Regions from separate parts of the Gossypium hirsutum genome. Here regions 1 and 3 are each linked to region 2. A link is a contact called in public Hi-C data. All regions are on one chromosome and are shown on one strand. Each heading gives the region's core, a stretch centred on a gene start, on an enhancer-like site or on the middle of the called end of the contact. The rest is flanking DNA. Distances are from core to core; before and after follow the strand shown.

What was found. A called contact is a pair of places that touch in the nucleus more often than the background predicts.
Region 1: a contact with region 2 is called in a Hi-C map of leaf, with 1.9 times the contacts expected there. The contact joins the promoter of LOC107896894 here to the promoter of LOC121220099 in region 2.
Region 3: a contact with region 2 is called in a Hi-C map of leaf, with 2.4 times the contacts expected there. The contact joins the enhancer-like site here to the promoter of LOC121220099 in region 2. A contact is called at or near these places in 3 of 34 Hi-C or Micro-C datasets (hypocotyl and leaf).

The regions. Positions count from the first base shown.
Region 1 is chrA03:44,150,329-44,153,028 of Gossypium_hirsutum_v2.1, reverse strand. LOC107896894 (leucine-rich repeat receptor-like serine/threonine-protein kinase RGI4) reads left to right here and starts at 1,294. Exons shown (of 2, transcript XM_016822193.2): 1 at 1,294-2,700. The coding sequence starts at 1,734.
Region 2 is chrA03:43,984,033-43,986,762 of Gossypium_hirsutum_v2.1, reverse strand. LOC121220099 (protein MODIFIER OF SNC1 1) reads right to left here and starts at 1,298. Exons shown (of 11, transcript XR_005917268.1): 1 at 973-1,298.
Region 3 is chrA03:44,175,298-44,177,997 of Gossypium_hirsutum_v2.1, reverse strand. No RefSeq gene overlaps it. Among protein-coding and RNA genes, the nearest start is that of LOC107896894, 25 kb to the right of the region's middle. Within about 2 kb of position 1,362, at least 7 of the 9 cell types and tissues checked have an H3K27ac peak or open chromatin away from gene starts, as enhancers often do. A contact at or near this core is called in leaf, where this site is marked.

The DNA.
Region 1 (2,700 bases), core at 45-2,544, 170 kb before region 2:
AACGATAACGTAAGTGACTAAAATGTAACATTTCAAACATAAATGACTAAAATATAATCTGAGGCAAAAACAAAAGTGACTATTTTTATAATTTATCCTTTATTTTATATAAGTTAAATTAATTTATTTTATTGTTAATATTTATTTTTACTCTACTTTAAACAATAAAGTTAAGTAAACATGGTAGAATAAAATCATAACCTATATAGAAATTTGTATAAAATTTTATTACATTGCCTTAATATTTTTACTGTTTACCTTTTTATTTTAATAAATATTATAATATTTGATTATTTTTTATTTGTTATGAATATTTTATTTGTCCATTAATATCCAGATAAGTTTTTATGTATTTTAAATTCTAATAGTCATTAGAAATAGATCTCTATTTCATTTATACTTCTTATATCTATAAATAGAAATTTTGGAGAAATTTTGTAAATATTAAAATTGATCAATAAAATACGCTATCTTTCTATTTTCTCATTTTTTTTGTTCTTTACTCTCTTTTTATTTATTTTATAATATTATTGAATTTTTTATTTAAATATTAAAATTTATGTTTATGGTAATCTATAAAACTTTTTTAATATTAGATTAATTGGATATGTTTCGCATAAATAACATTTTAGTTATTCAATGTTTTTTAGTTGAAAAGTTAGTTTAAGCTACATTTGATATAAATTATGAAAATATTGTAAAATCAAACCATTAATAAAATTTAATTTACTTGCAGTGTTTTAAATTTACAATTTGGAAGAAAGAAAAAGTTATGAAAACACTGGAAAGAAAGGCAGACACATTTTCATTCATTTACCTAACATGTGTGTGTCTAAGAAAATGAGTAAGAACATCATCTGAATTGCTTCAGGTAAAGCACTTCTCTTCTTCCAGTTTTTTCACTTTTCACTTTATTATAATTATTATTATTATAATTTTTCACTTTTCACCTTTTTTTTTAAATTTTAAGATTTAATTATGTAAACTAAAATCTCAAATCCAATTCAATTGATTCATCAAATCACTTTTTAAATAAATAAAATAAATATATTCACCTACAATTTCTCCTAAAGTGAAGGGTTAGTTCTAATTGATGAAGATGAATTAAAATCTCAAAAAATATAAAAATAATTAAGAGTTAGATTATATTTTGATTCTCTATTAAAAAATTAGACAAATTAGTTCTTATACTAATATACTTTTTTTAAATAAAAGAGACAGAATACAATACTCTGAAGGGGGCAAGTATGGATTTGGCATTAAAATGATGTATCCCAGTATTGTAGGTGTGATTACGATTACTTTTTAAGATTTGTTTGGTATCCCTTAGTTAATGGCATGTAGAAGAGTGATATTATAATTGCACAAGGCCAACAAAAAAGATGGAAAGTAGGGAGTTTTTGAACACTAAAGAATTGCAGACAAAAAGCCACCCACTCAACCATTCAATTTGAAACTAAAAAGGAAAAAACAGATATCCCCCGTTTCCCCCCTCCCCACCTGACCTCATCTCCACCATAAACAAATGCATCACACACCCATCTAAAATTCCATTTTCTCTCTGCACTGCACAAACATCATGGCCTAGCTGTTTCTTGGATCCGGAGATTCTGGGTCTTTTCTATTAGTTTATACACAAAATTACAATAGCCCACCCACCCACCACAAGACATGATTTGGGGGTTCTTCTATTGTCTCTCCCTCCTTACCCTCTACCCTTCCTCTCTTTTGTAATGCCTGGGAATCCATGGACCCTCTTATCCTCCCTTCTCCTCTCTTTCTTCTTCGTTCTAATTCGCTCCCCTTACGCTGCTTTCGCTGTTAACCAACAAGGTGAAGCTCTTATCTCTTGGAAAGCCAGTTTCAATGGATCACCGCAGGCCTTAAGCAATTGGGATGCAGGGGATGTCACCCCATGCAACTGGTTAGGCATCGTCTGCAATTTTAACAACCAGGTTGTGGAACTGGAATTGAGGTATGTGGATTTATTTGGACAACTTCCGGCTAATTTCACCTCTTTGTTAACTTTGAATAAGCTTGTCCTCTCTGGAGCAAACCTTACTGGTCCAGTCCCAAAAGAGATAAGCACTCTCACCCAGTTGACCCACTTGGATTTGAGTGAAAATGTGTTCAGTGGTGAAATCCCAAGTGAGCTCTGCGGTTTGTATAGGCTTCAACAACTCCATCTCAACTCAAACCAACTCAAGGGCTCCATCCCAATCGAAATTGGGAATCTCACAAGTTTGAAATGGCTCATCCTATACGATAATCAACTAAGCGGTGGAATTCCCAGCACCATAGGCAAATTAAAAAATCTTGAAATGATCAGAGCCGGTGGGAACAAGGAGCTTGAAGGCCCTCTACCACCAGCAATAGGCAACTGCACCAGTTTGGTGATGTTAGGCCTAGCTGAAACAAGCATCTCGGGTTTCCTCCCTCCAACTTTAGGCCTCCTCAAGAAGCTTCAAACCATCGCAATCTACACCGCTTATCTGTCAGGCCAAATCCCCCCAGAAATCGGGGACTGCACCGGCCTTCAGAACATTTACTTGTATGAAAACTCCCTGGCTGGATCAATACCCAGCAGCCTTGGCAATTTGAGAAACCTTGAAAACCTGTTGCTGTGGCAGAACAACTTGGTAGGTATCATTCCTCCCGAGCTTGGGAACTGCAACAAGCTATCAGTCATCGATGCTTCCA
Region 2 (2,730 bases), core at 49-2,548:
AGATTTACAGCCAAGCAAACACCTCAAACCTAAAGATTGATGATCATAAAACCAAATCATAATCTTTGACTCTAAGAACCCACGGCAAATATGTTATGCTTCATAGTCTATCCTAATTATCTTCAATGGGCATTTCCAACATTTTAACTCCGCATGTGAACTACAATATTCTCATGTAAAACCACCAAAGCAAATAATCTTTCAACGATCAAAAAAGGAGGGGAAATTGTTGGTTTTGCATCTATCTTCTCCCTAAACACTGCTCCATCAGTAAAACTCAAAAGAAACCAAACATCCAACAAATTCCAAGTATCAGTTGAGAAAGTATATACACTTCCAAAAGAGACTTATTATTGAATCCATGTCCAATAGCTTCCCATTTTCTTCACTTTTAGAACATAACTCTACTCAAAATTACACTTGTCAAGTTTCAAAATTCATCCCTGCCCACAGTAGTTAGTAAACCCTGATTTCTCAACACTACACCTGTCACATAAACATCTTCACTGACATCGCTAGTAGCTATGTCTGCAACAAACCTTTAATTTATTTTCCTACTCTCCCTATTATCAGAAAAGTTCTTCACTGCATTTTATTATACCCGAAAATTAAATAGGTAAACAAAAAGAAAATAGAACAATCACATGCAGTAATGTATCACTATTTGACGTAGAAAGCTAAACAAATTATTTAAAGCCTAAAAACAAGTTAAACCGAACAAAAGAGGCTTCCAGTTATTTTAGTTCCCCAGAAGATCAAATCACGGCCCCAACAAAAATAAACTTAAATCAGATAGCGCATAAATTATGGAAACCGTAGGTTTCGTATATTATGAGAACCATTTCCTTTCTTGTCCAATGATTGTTTCTAAGGAAACAAGCAAACTCATTGTTTCTAAGGAAACAAGCAAACTATAGATTGTAAACAAAATATAGAATCGAAAAAGGTGAGAAAATACAAGGAACCACTTGCCAGAGATAAGATGGGAAACTGGGGGGTCGTCCCTTAACGAAACCCTAAAGAGAGAGAAAACAGAAATAACCTTGTCCTTAATTTAAAATTAAAAAAATAATAAGATAGAAAGAGAGAGATATCGAAACCTAAGGGTTTCGTGAGATCGCGAGATGAGAAAAAAATTATCGGAAAATATGGAGGAGATCGACGAGGCTGTGAAAGCCGCAGTTGGGGTTCAGATCGGAAGAAAATAAAAAAAAAAAAGAAGAAAAGAGAGAGCGAGAGCGAGAGAGAGATAGAGAGAGAAAACAAAGGAAGTTGGGGATTGTAATTTGGACGAGTGACTCCCGTTTTTAATATCGATTCGGGAAATTTTTTTTTTTTAACCTGATAAAATTTTTAAGAAAAATCTTATGAAATTTGTTTTAAGGGTGATGTAAAAAATATAAGGATAAAATTTGCTCAAAAGTCCCTATATTCTTTTTACATTTAGAATTTAGTTCCTTATTTTTTATTTCAAAGAATTCAATTAGGTGATAATTCAGATTACGGATTCAAATATCCAAATAGTTACTATGAATTTAGAAGATGCGAATAGACCTTCTCCATTATCTGAATTCGCATTCCTACAATTGCGGATTTGGGTATTCGATCGAAATCTATTAGTAGAAAAATAAATACTTTTAATAAGGTTTGAACTCAAAATCTCCTATATATAATGTCATGCTTTAATAACTCGCCATAAGCGTTGTTTATAATTTACACAAATTAATAAATGATGTATAAAAATATAATAAAATATTTTTTAAAATTAAATATAATAATTAATAATGAAATTAAATATAATAATTTTTATTAGAAAAAATATCTTATTTAACATATTATTACATTAAATTCCATATAGCTTCTCTTAAATTATATTATTTTGTTTCCACAAATCTAATCAAACAATAAGAAGATCATTAAAATTTTTAAATTTGTGTTTATCCTTTTTGTTATTTGATCATCTCAATTAGTTGACTTATTTTTAAAAAAAAATTAATATCTTTTTATATAATTAAAATTAAAAATTATAATGTAAATATATTTTATAATATGATATATATAATTCTATTTAATACATATCATATTACAAAAAAAAAAACAAAATGCATGCTCGTTTAACTACATGCATGTAATTTTAGTCTTACTTATGCATGTAATTTTAGTTTTACAAGTAACTTTAGGGATGATTTTGTTGTCGTCCTCTCTAGTTTGGTGAATGTTTGATTCTTTTATCGATTTTTGCTCGCCGTTTTGGACCATCCGGGGCTAATTTCATTATCGTATTTAAGTACTTGCAACCACTCCAGATATGTCTTGTTTGAGTTGTGACAAACCAATTATCAATGTATCATAATGTTCTATTGATGCTAAGGTTAAAGTCTTTATTGTATTAATGGAGCTTGTCATTCACAATCTACGACGAGTGTTTGCTATTTTTTTTCTCTGAATTGTATGATTCCATTCATTCAATGAATTAATGAATTTACCTTTTAAAAAAACTACATATAATATATCTATTATTATATATAAGAAAATTATAAATGTATAATAATTATTATACAATTATGACACTATATGCACTCTGTTATTAATGACATACAACCTAAAGCTTAAACTTGTAACTAATTTTATAGTAGATTATAATATACACAACAATATTATATAATTAAGATAGATTATTAATGATATACATCACTATATATAACTATGTTCTATGTTATTATAATATAT
Region 3 (2,700 bases), core at 113-2,612, 190 kb before region 2:
CCTAATTTTATGATTCTAAGATTTCAATGAGATCACCAGCACGGGTTATGTCGTCGGCCTTTCCAAAATCAAAGTAAAATAAATCATGCACAATTAAGCATTTAAATAAATTTTGCATAACAAGGTTAGAGACTTATACCCAAAAAATGGAGTTTCCTACAACTGTATATCCAGTCATCCACGTATGTTATTGAATCTGCATCCATCTTTCTCCTATTTTTTTTCCTTTTGATCTCTTTCGAGTTTGATAGTTTCAAAGATCACTTGGCACCTTGAGTAATTTGGGACAAATCACATTAAACTATAAACATAGGGACTGAATCGCAATTAACCAGAGCGATCAGGGATCTGGTATGAAATTCTACCTTTTCCTCTTCTTCCCGTGAACAAATAACCAAAAAAAATGTTACTTCTTTTCTTTAATAAGTCGGCCCACCACTTTTTATTTTTCCTTTTTTTAAGTCTTTCATTCCCTTTTTTTCTTTTTTCTTTTCATTTTCCTTTTTCTTTCTCCCTTCCACTTCTTCAAAAACTAGCCGCCGTCCACTATTTGCTCCACCTCCGCTTGCAGGCACCGATCGTCCTCTCATTTAAATGAAGCTCTCCTCACCCTTTCTTCGTCCTTTGGTTTGGATTCTCGAGAAGCTGACCGAAAAATAACAAAAAAAATAAATCTTAGTTCAAAATTTCTTGGTCCCGGTCGCAGCCATTCTCCGTCCGATCAACATGGCTTCGAGGTATGTGCACCTCCTCATCAGTGGCCACCTTCTCACCGTTCGATTGGCGAGTGAACCACCGTAGCTCCGAGAACATAACAACTCGAAATGGATTTTCTCTTCCCATTTTCCTTTTCCTTTTTTTATTTTTTATTCTTCTATATATTGCTGATTTTGATGATTGATTTTGCTCATAGCTTCCCTTTCGTTTCGGAAGCAAGAAACCTTGGTATTGTTCGTTGCTTCCATTTGTGGGTTAGCCGAAAGGTTCTGAGGGATGCCTAAAAAAAGATGGTGTTGCGCCGGGGGAGGGGGGAAGATAGTGGTCTGAGAAATGGTGGAAAAAAGTTGAGACGGGGCGGAGGGAGCCCAGAGGGAGTGTCAGTGATTAATGGCGGAGGAATGATGTCAGGCTAGCTTTGGGAAATCTGAAATTGAGAACTGCAGCTAACCTCATTTTTTTTTAATCTTGGCAGCTAACCTCTATTTTTTTCCTGATCTTTGCAACTGTTTATAATCATCAATTGTCGTGGGAAGCTGATGGAGTTAGTGAAGGAAGCACTCGGTGATGATGGCAGGGGTATGGTTGGAGACGTGGATGGGATTGGTGGCAGTGCAGTGAAGGGTAGGGCGACTCTGGCCGGACATGGGTCCAATGGACCAAGTTGTAACATTTACAAAACTATGAGGCTTTGTAAATACATTTTTTGTTTTTTAAATTATTTTGGCTTTTTCTGTATTTTTTCCTTGAAATTTTGTAATTTATCTTTTTTGAATTGTTGTAATTAAGTACAATATTATAAAATTATAAAAATCTACATTAATGGCCGAAAGCCCAAAAATTTTAATTAGCATAAAAAATAAAAGGAATATAGCTCAATTAGGGAAAATGGGTCTAAAGTCAATCAAAGCCTTCAAATTAAACATTGATTTATAATTAGTCTAAATTAACATTGATTTATAATTTAAAATTGAATATTTGAATTTACTGGACAAAATTTGCTCTATAGCATATTTGTGTATTAACGTCATTCTTGTTATTATTTAATCATATTAGATGATGACGTGGTACCTCACTAACAATGTGGCAATTATATATTGAAAGTTACATTATCGGTGACAACTTGATTAGTAAATGACATTATTGGTGACAACTTGATTAGTAAATGACAAATGTGTATATCATTTGATAAAATTATTTATACATCTCGACTCAAAAGTGAGAGGATTTGGAGTAAAAGTATAAGTTTAAAAAATGGGCTTGAACAAAAAATGAGAAAACGGCTTGAGCCTCAAGTAGGATTTTTTGGCTTGAGCTCGGCCCGTTCGACTCGAATCAGTTGTTTTATTGTTGTTTCGCTACTGCTTTGCTACTATTTCGCTATTGTCTTACTACAGTTTTACTATTATATTGTTACTATTTTATTGTTATTGTTTGGATATTGTATAACTCTTGTTTTATTATTAATTTGCCACTATTTTAGAGGCATTTGTTTGCTAAGTTACAACTATCTTAATGTTACTTTTAAGTATAAAGACTTTTTAAAAACATTTATTTTTAAGTTTGTTTTTATATAAAATTAAAAAAGTTAATACGGACTAGCCGAGTTGGGCTCGGGTTTAGCAATTTTAATTTGAGTTGGGCTTGGGTAGAATTTTAAGCCCATTTTCTGGTCGAGTCGAGCTCGAGCCTAAAAGATGGAGTCTAAAATTTTGCATTGGCCCGACCCATTATCAAGTCTATTTGTCACCTATATATTGAATGTTATTTTATTATTAGTGACAATATAGATGATTAATGACAAATTTTATATCATTATGTGACACAATTAATTGTCCCTAACTATTAATTATACGACGACATTGCAATTGTGGCCACCATATTATTGATAATACGTGATGCATAATGATACGAAACCATTAACCTTTAGTGATACACCTAATGTGACAAACGTTATGACAAAATATGCGTCATCATATACTA